Linked DNA regions of Ovis aries: region 2 is linked to region 1. The links are chromatin contacts, called in public Hi-C maps. All regions are on one chromosome and are shown on one strand. Each heading gives the region's core, a stretch centred on a gene start, on an enhancer-like site or on the middle of the called end of the contact. The rest is flanking DNA. Distances are from core to core; before and after follow the strand shown. Region 1 holds the start of ZNF79 (zinc finger protein 79). Region 2 overlaps RALGPS1 (Ral GEF with PH domain and SH3 binding motif 1).

Region 1 (3,607 bases), core at 555-3,054:
CTGGAAAAGACCCTGATGCTGGGACAGATTTGAGGGCAGGAGAAGGGGGGCAACAGGATGAGATGGCTGGATGGCATCACCGACTCAATGGACTTGACCCTGAGCCAACTCCAGGAGATAGTGAAGAACAAGGAAGCCTGGCGTGCTGCAGTCCATGGGATCCCAAAGGGGCAGGCAGGACTGAGCCACTGAACCAACTGAGACGTGAAGCACTCTGCTACCTCCCGGTAGCCACAGGTGGGTTTGCAAGACTAAGGCAGGAAACCCTCTTCTACCTCCTAGTGGCTATTAGGGGTTTAGCATCTGCTTAGCCTGTGGCAGAACACATCAGCTAGAAGAGCCCACTAGCCCACTAGCCCACTAGCCCAGAAATGCAGGCAGCCTCTGGAAGCTGGAAAAAGGAACGAAAGAGACTCATTGCCTAGAGTTTCCAGAAGGAACAGAGCCCGGAAAACACCTTGATTTTAGCCCAGGGAGATCCATCTCAGCCTTCTGATCTCCAAAGTTGTAAGCCTAAAAATCACACAACCCTAAGGTTCAGTTCAGTTTAGTTGCTCAGTAGTGTCCAGCTGTTTGCGACGCCATGGACTGGTCACATGAATCACAGCCTTGTCTAACAAAAAAACTATGAGCCATGCCGTGTAGGGCCATCCAAGATGCACGGGTCATGGAGCAGAGTTCTAACAAAACATGGTCCACTGGAGAAGGGAACGGCAAACCACTTCAGTAGTCTTCTCATAAGAATGCCATCAACAGTAGGAAAAGCCAGAAAGATATGACACTGAAAGCCTAAGGTAGAGAAGGTTTTATCTCAAAGAGGTCTGTGGGTGTGAGTTGTCTCATGGAGTGAATCCCAGTAAGTTCATAGAAGACCCCACAAAGTTAGAATTATATTGGGAAAGACACTACCACCAGTGATTAAGAGGGACAGAGACAAAATGGAAAGAGGTTCAGGACCCCCAAACTCATTTCTGCTGCCCAAGTAATACATTCTTCTCTCCTTAACGTCAAAAAATATCTCTGAAACTAAATTGATCATTAGAAAATTGCTTGATTAGTGAAGATCAACAGGCTTGTGGGAAATTTTCATCAATGTTCTGAGGAAGCCCACTTTGAAATATCCCCTTTGGCAGCACAGAAGCCTCCAAGGGCCGACTATTCAGGAAACTCCTTCCTCCATAATTCTGATCGAACTCTATTAAGCGTGCTCCTGCCCCTGAAATTACTGAAAGACGTTCCCTCTTGGGAACGTCCGATGGATACTTTGAGCGTTCCAACCCAACCTGTGACTGCTCTGTTCACAGAGGGGGCCCTCACTTCCTTTAATCCCCCGCCCTAAACTCTACGTTGGACTCTCGAAGACCAGTGAAGGTGGCTGGGGTTGGGCCCTGAGCTGAAGGACTAGCTGAGCCGCAGTCCTGGGCAAGTCAAATCATTGAGGAGAAACCAGGCGCTCCGCGACGATGCGTATCAGCGCCTGCGCTAAAAGCACCGCTCCCGGAGCCTTAGCGGCCAAGTCGCTTCCTACCGAAGACGCCCGGGTTATTCGATTCGGTGGATGGACCTCTGCGTGGCACGTACAACAAAGCGTGACGGGAAACACATTCTCGGAGCAGAAACAGCCGGAAGCCTGGCTAGGAAATACGGTCCACCAAGGAAATACGGTCCACGAAGGTGTGTGGGTCACAGCCTCCTACCGAGAACGACAAAAAGCCATCGGTCTGCAACAGAGCGCAGCGATTTCTGGGAGATGGAGTCCCGTGCGCAAGGAGGCATGTGCGCGTGTCCGGAAGTGACGCTTTTAAGGCGCGCCCCTCTTTCGCGCACAGGCGGGCCTGCGACCGCATTTTCTGAGCTTCGGGCGGTAGCCGTGTCCTGGAGCCTTTTCACGTAGAGGGCAGCGGGCTTTTTCAAGTGGTGTTCCACTAGAGACCGAGTCGGCAATTGTGTCACGGGCTCCCCAGCCGGGGCCCGGCTGTGGCTGTGGAGACAATGAAAGATCCACCGGACAGGACGGACCCGGCTCAGCCCCGCAGTCTCAGATTCGGCCGTTGAGGGGAGAGGCCTGCGAGAAGAGTCCAAAGCGGGGCTGGGGCCGCAGTGAAGCGACGCCGACGCTCAGAGAACTGCTGGGAGGCGGTGGCGCGAGGTGGGACCCAGATGCTGGAGGAAGAAGGTGAGAAGGAGTGTTGGAGCGGTTCGTGGCTTCCAGCCTGCGCGCCAGTACTGTTGTGTGACCCGGTTCCGAACTCAGCGGTTATCCTTTCCACAAGTAGTTGGGGACGGTCCTTTTTTGAATAATTATGGTGTCAAAAAAAATTGAAGAGCTCAGTCCTGAATCATCTCTGAGTATCCTGTTCCTGACTCTGATTTGTTGACGTACCTATGGCATTAAAAAGTAGAAGTGGGCCCTGGAAAGGAAAATGAGACGTACTCAGGGCCTGCTCTATTGCTTCCGATCTTCCAGCCTTCTTAAAGCAACCAGGGATACTCAGAATGGGAGCCTGTTGGCTTCCTGTGATACTGAGGGTGGGTTCAGCCCAGTTGGATTGTGAAATCTTGGCGAATCCTGGGAGTTTAGAATCAGAAGGCTAGGATTCCTGTTTAAGCCGGGGGGTACCAGCCAGGTCTCTTGACCTGTGTTTCTTCATTGAGGAAAAGGTAAAATGACGTTAACTACCTCGTTCACCTCTAAGAACTGTAAGCATCAAATAAGATGATGCTTTTGAAAGCACCTTGAATGCTTTACAGAACAGAACAAATGTGTATGTAATAGTAACCACTGAGGCATTGCCCTCCTCTGCTAGACCAGGAATCGGTCTGTCACTCCTCAAGTGCAATTTCACATCCAACATTTCACGTCGTCTTCCCTCAGAGACCCGGGAACACAAGCAGGATGATTATCCTCCTCCCCATAGTACCAAAGGTGAAAATACGTACAATGGATAGGTACAGCTCAGTAACATGAAGTCTGTACTAAGACCAGTGTTCAGACGTGTTTACTTTTTTTAGAGTTGTTCCCCGAAGACTACACTACCACTCTTGGTTTTTATTTAATTGAGATATAATTTGCATGCTATAATACTAAATTTGAAAGATTACAGTTCAGTGGCTTTTATTATATTCACAAAGTTAGGCAACCATCGCGACTATTTAATTCCAGAACATTTTCATCATCTCACACTACTCCACAGTCTCCTTTCCTCCTAGTCCCTGGCCAGCTATTCATCGTTCCATCCCTATGGATTTGCCTGTTCTGGACGTTTCAAGAAAGGAGAGTCATACAGTATATGTGTCTGGGGTCTTTCCCTTAGTATGTTTCAAGGTTCATCCATGTTGTAACATGAAGTGTACTTCCTTTTTATGGCCAAATAATATTCCATTACATGGATTATACCATGTTTTGTTGATCTGTGCCTCAGGTGATGAACATCTGAGTGGTTTCCAGTTTGCGCTATTGTGAATAATGTTATAAACATGCATGCAAACCTTTTCTTTTGGTCATATTGTCATTTTGCTAGGGTTTATGCTTAAAGGAGGAATTACTGTGTAACTATGGTAACTCTGTTTAACTTTCTGAGGAACTATGAGACTGTCTTCCACAGTG
Region 2 (3,607 bases), core at 768-3,267, 470 kb before region 1:
ACTCTCACAGAGGGAAAACAGTAAGTGAACAGCCATGAAAAATCAGGATGAATTTCACAAACATAATGTTCATTCAGGCACAAAAGATCATGTCCTGTATGGCTCCATTCATAGAAAGTGTAAATAGACAGACGTAACCTCTGCTGTTGAAAACCAGAGTGGTGGCCACCCGTGGGAGGCTGGTAGAGATGGAAGGAGGTGTGGTGGGTCTTTGGAGGGGATCGTGGTGTGTCCGCCCCATCCGGGTCCTGTGACCTGGGTGTGTTCACTTTGTGAGGCTCCTCTGACCTGTGTGCTTGCATGGTGTTCCTGTATGCATTCTTCTGCACGCATGTTGTATTTCCATGGGAAGTTTATTTAAAACGCTGACGGAAGGAAGCTTATCAGTCATGTTCCACTCAAATTATTATTAATGGTGAGAATGGAAGTTTTTTTTGTATTGATGAATAATCATTTTAACATATTTCATCTTTATCTCTTCCTTTGATCTTTGCATTTGTTTTGTAAAGTAACGAACATATCAGTACCTTAGAACGTATATTTAATTTACAAATAAGCTTATGTATGTAAGAGGTACTTGCTCAATGCATGTTCAGCTGTCAGTAGTGAAGGACTGGAGAGTTTGATGAGCTGTGGCTCAAGGTCATAACAGAAGGGGCAGCCCAAGCAGGGGCCTGGCTGCGGGAAGCAGGTGGGTAAGGAGGAAGCCTCAGTCGGTTTGGGTCAGCAGCCTGTGTTTGGGTTGTTTTCTTGCTTCTGGAACACAAAGTGTGGGCTGGGGTGGGGGTGGCCTGAAGCCAGAGAGGGAAGCAGAGCCTGGCCTCTTGAGCGCCTTGGGCCCCAGGGACCCCAGGGGAAGGGCTGCAAGGAAGCTCTGGAAGTGGGAGGACTAAGGGAAGGGGGCAAGTAGAGGAGACAGGAGGGAGGAGAAGGAGAATGAGGATGTTATTGAGGCTGAGAGATGAGGGGCTGGTGAACCATGTTCAAAGCTCAGCCGTTAGGTCCTGCTGACCTAATGCGTGGTGGGAAGGTGGTGTGGTGTGGGGGTGGATGTAGCCTGGAGCTCAAGGGCCGAAGCTGTTTGGAAGACTGGGGAGAACTTCGGGTGCTCTCAGGCAGAGGGAAGAATCAAGAGAGTGGAGGAGGCTGAGGGTGCAAAGTGGGGTGCCGGTGGGGAGGTGGTGGTGCCCTGGGTGGCCTTGGGTCTCAGGCGGACACCTCTTCCTCAGAGTTGAGAGTCAGGTGCCAGGAGACGATGCGGAACTTCAGGTTAAAGGAGGGACCCAAGGGAGGTGAAGTCAGCTTTCCTCAGTGGAGGAGGTCATGAGGCTGCCCTCCTGGGGATGGTGGGGGGTGCGGAGAGGGGGTGGTCTGGAGGAGGGAAGGCAGACCGGCCTCAGGGCCCTCTGCAGCGGCTGTGCAGGATGCCTGTCCGTGGCCCTGTGCCACGTGGGCTGCCTCCCTGGCCACTTGCTCTGAGGGCAGGGGTGTTTGTGCCGGGTACTCCTGAGTTTTTCCCGCAGGGCCCTTCCTGAGGTCTTGGCCGGGCTTTGCAGTTGCTAGAATGCATCTTCCTGTGGAGTCCCATGGCAGACCCTCCCGTGCTTCCACCAGCATGTATCCAAAGCATGACGGGAAAGGAGAATAGTGACCACAGAGATTTAAGTTAACTTTGGTGATTTTAGGGCAGGCTTTGCTACCCGATTGGCTAAATGGTGTCGCATATTGATCTATGGGGAAGGCTTGTGACATTTCACAGAACAGGCTCAGAATCTGATCTTGTTTTACTATATTTGGTCTGACCTTGCTGAGCGTCAAGAAACAAATCTCACCATTTGGAACATCGTGTAAATCGAATTACCCCCTACTCTTTCAGAGGCTCCTGTTTGGAAAGAGACCTGCTGGGACTGTTTATCCTGTTGGCCTGGGATTATGAAGCCCAACACGTGTTCCTGGTAAGTGGGTTCACTGACCCTGGTGCCCTGTGCCCTCTTGAGCAGAGGGCCAGGGTGTGGCACCCAGAGGTGCGGCTGGTACGGGTGAGCGGGTGCCTTTGAGGTCAGAGGAACCTCCTGCCGGCGAGCCTGTGGGGCTGTGGAGAGCACAGGGGCTTTTGGGACTCAGGTGTCCTCAGTGAGCCACACCCAGAGGGTGTTTCAGGGGCTTTCTCTTGGGATGACTTGGGCTCTGGGGTTTTCACTCCTGATTCTTGGATCAGGGTTTTTTCCTTTCTCTCTCTCCTCCTCGTGCAAAACCTCTTGTTGCCACACTGTTTCAGCGTCATCCTTTTGCTCCTGTTGGTCAGAAGACGAACGTTCTGTGTCACCCTCCCTACAGTTGGGGTGACTTTGGTGATCTCCTTTCTCCCAACCTCAGTCAAGTCTTTGTCTCACCCCACAAACCTCTGCCCACCCCCGCTCCATTCAGCTTCCCTCCTCACTTTGGGCTGTCCTTGCTACAGACCCTTCGTCAGAAAGGGCCAGCCTGTGGTGGGAGTCACGCTTGGCCCTGGGAGGATGGGGGAAGGAATACAAAGGTGAGTAAGACATGCTCGTGGTCTTCCAGAGACTCTGATCTACTCATCAACCCCTGTCTTCCTGCCTACTTCCTCCCGCCCTCCTCGCTCCCTGAGGTTGTGTCCAGCCTACCCAACACCTCTTCTAAAAATGCTTTTTTGCACTCCTGACTCACTTAAGTTCTCCTTTTAAACTGTATGACACTTGTTTCAGCCCCCTCTCGTGGCCTTGGCCACAGTCTGCATTGCAGTCTGCTTTTTTTTTGACCTCCCCCTTATCTCCCTGACTAGACGTCAAGCGCTTTTAAGGCAGGGGCTGTGTGTTGCTCATTATTGTATTCCATGCAGTGCCTTGCTCCATGCCTTACACACAGTAGGTGCTCAATAAGTGTCACCAGATGGGAACCAACATGGACTTGCTTATGGTTCTCAACACCCATCCCCTCTGTAGCCATGGTCCTCAGGTCTTGAGACAACATATGACCACAGGGGAGTATCTGCCTAGAAGAATCCTAGGAGATCTTATTCAGGTTGGAGTAGTCACAAAAGTGTTAAAAGCTGAAATATTACAATATTTTTCAGATTCTTCCTAGTACCTTACCCTTCTGTCAAGCTACTCTCACAAAGTGGTAGAAGGTAAAATTTCTGATGCTTTCCTGCCAGGGCCCCAGGCTTCCCTGATTACAGTACAAGTAATTCATACGGTGCTTTGAAGAAGCAAGTTCCCTGAAACTTACATATCAGAGGGATTGGTTCCTTTAAGGAGGTTGTTGGAAATAACTTGGTTTAAAGGTAAGAGCACGTGAGAAAGCTGAGACTGGGTGATAACTCATTTTTCCGAGATCACACAGCAAGTAAGTGGCAGAGTTGAGTTTTGACTCTAGGTTAGTCTAGTTCTAGAAGTGGGGTTCCTCTCCTCTGTGCTTTTGAGTCTGATGAGAAATGGATTCCATGGGCAGGGCTGCAGCTACCTACTTGCTGCCTATGCCCTCAGAGGGACTGCTCAATCTCGGATCCTAGGGGGTCTGGCAGAAATGCTCCTAGCCCCTGTCATCACTAGGGGACCACAGGGCAGGGGGTCCTCTCCCCACG

The links. A called contact is a pair of places that touch in the nucleus more often than the background predicts.
Region 2: a contact with region 1 is called in a Hi-C map of liver, with 5 times the contacts expected there. The contact joins the enhancer-like site here to the promoter of ZNF79 in region 1. A contact is called at or near these places in 2 of 16 Hi-C or Micro-C datasets (liver and tail adipose tissue).

The regions. Positions count from the first base shown.
Region 1 is chr3:8,728,537-8,732,143 of ARS-UI_Ramb_v3.0, reverse strand. It overlaps ZNF79 (zinc finger protein 79), which reads left to right and starts at 1,804. Exons shown (of 5, transcript XM_012162511.5): 1 at 1,804-2,176. The coding sequence starts at 2,161.
Region 2 is chr3:9,202,346-9,205,952 of ARS-UI_Ramb_v3.0, reverse strand. It overlaps RALGPS1 (Ral GEF with PH domain and SH3 binding motif 1), which reads left to right. Exons shown (of 19, transcript XM_042245697.2): 2 at 1,877-1,955. Among named protein-coding and RNA genes, the nearest start is that of RALGPS1, 14 kb to the left of the region's middle. Within about 2 kb of position 2,017, at least 3 of the 54 cell types and tissues checked have an H3K27ac peak or open chromatin away from gene starts, as enhancers often do. A contact at or near this core is called in liver, where this site is marked.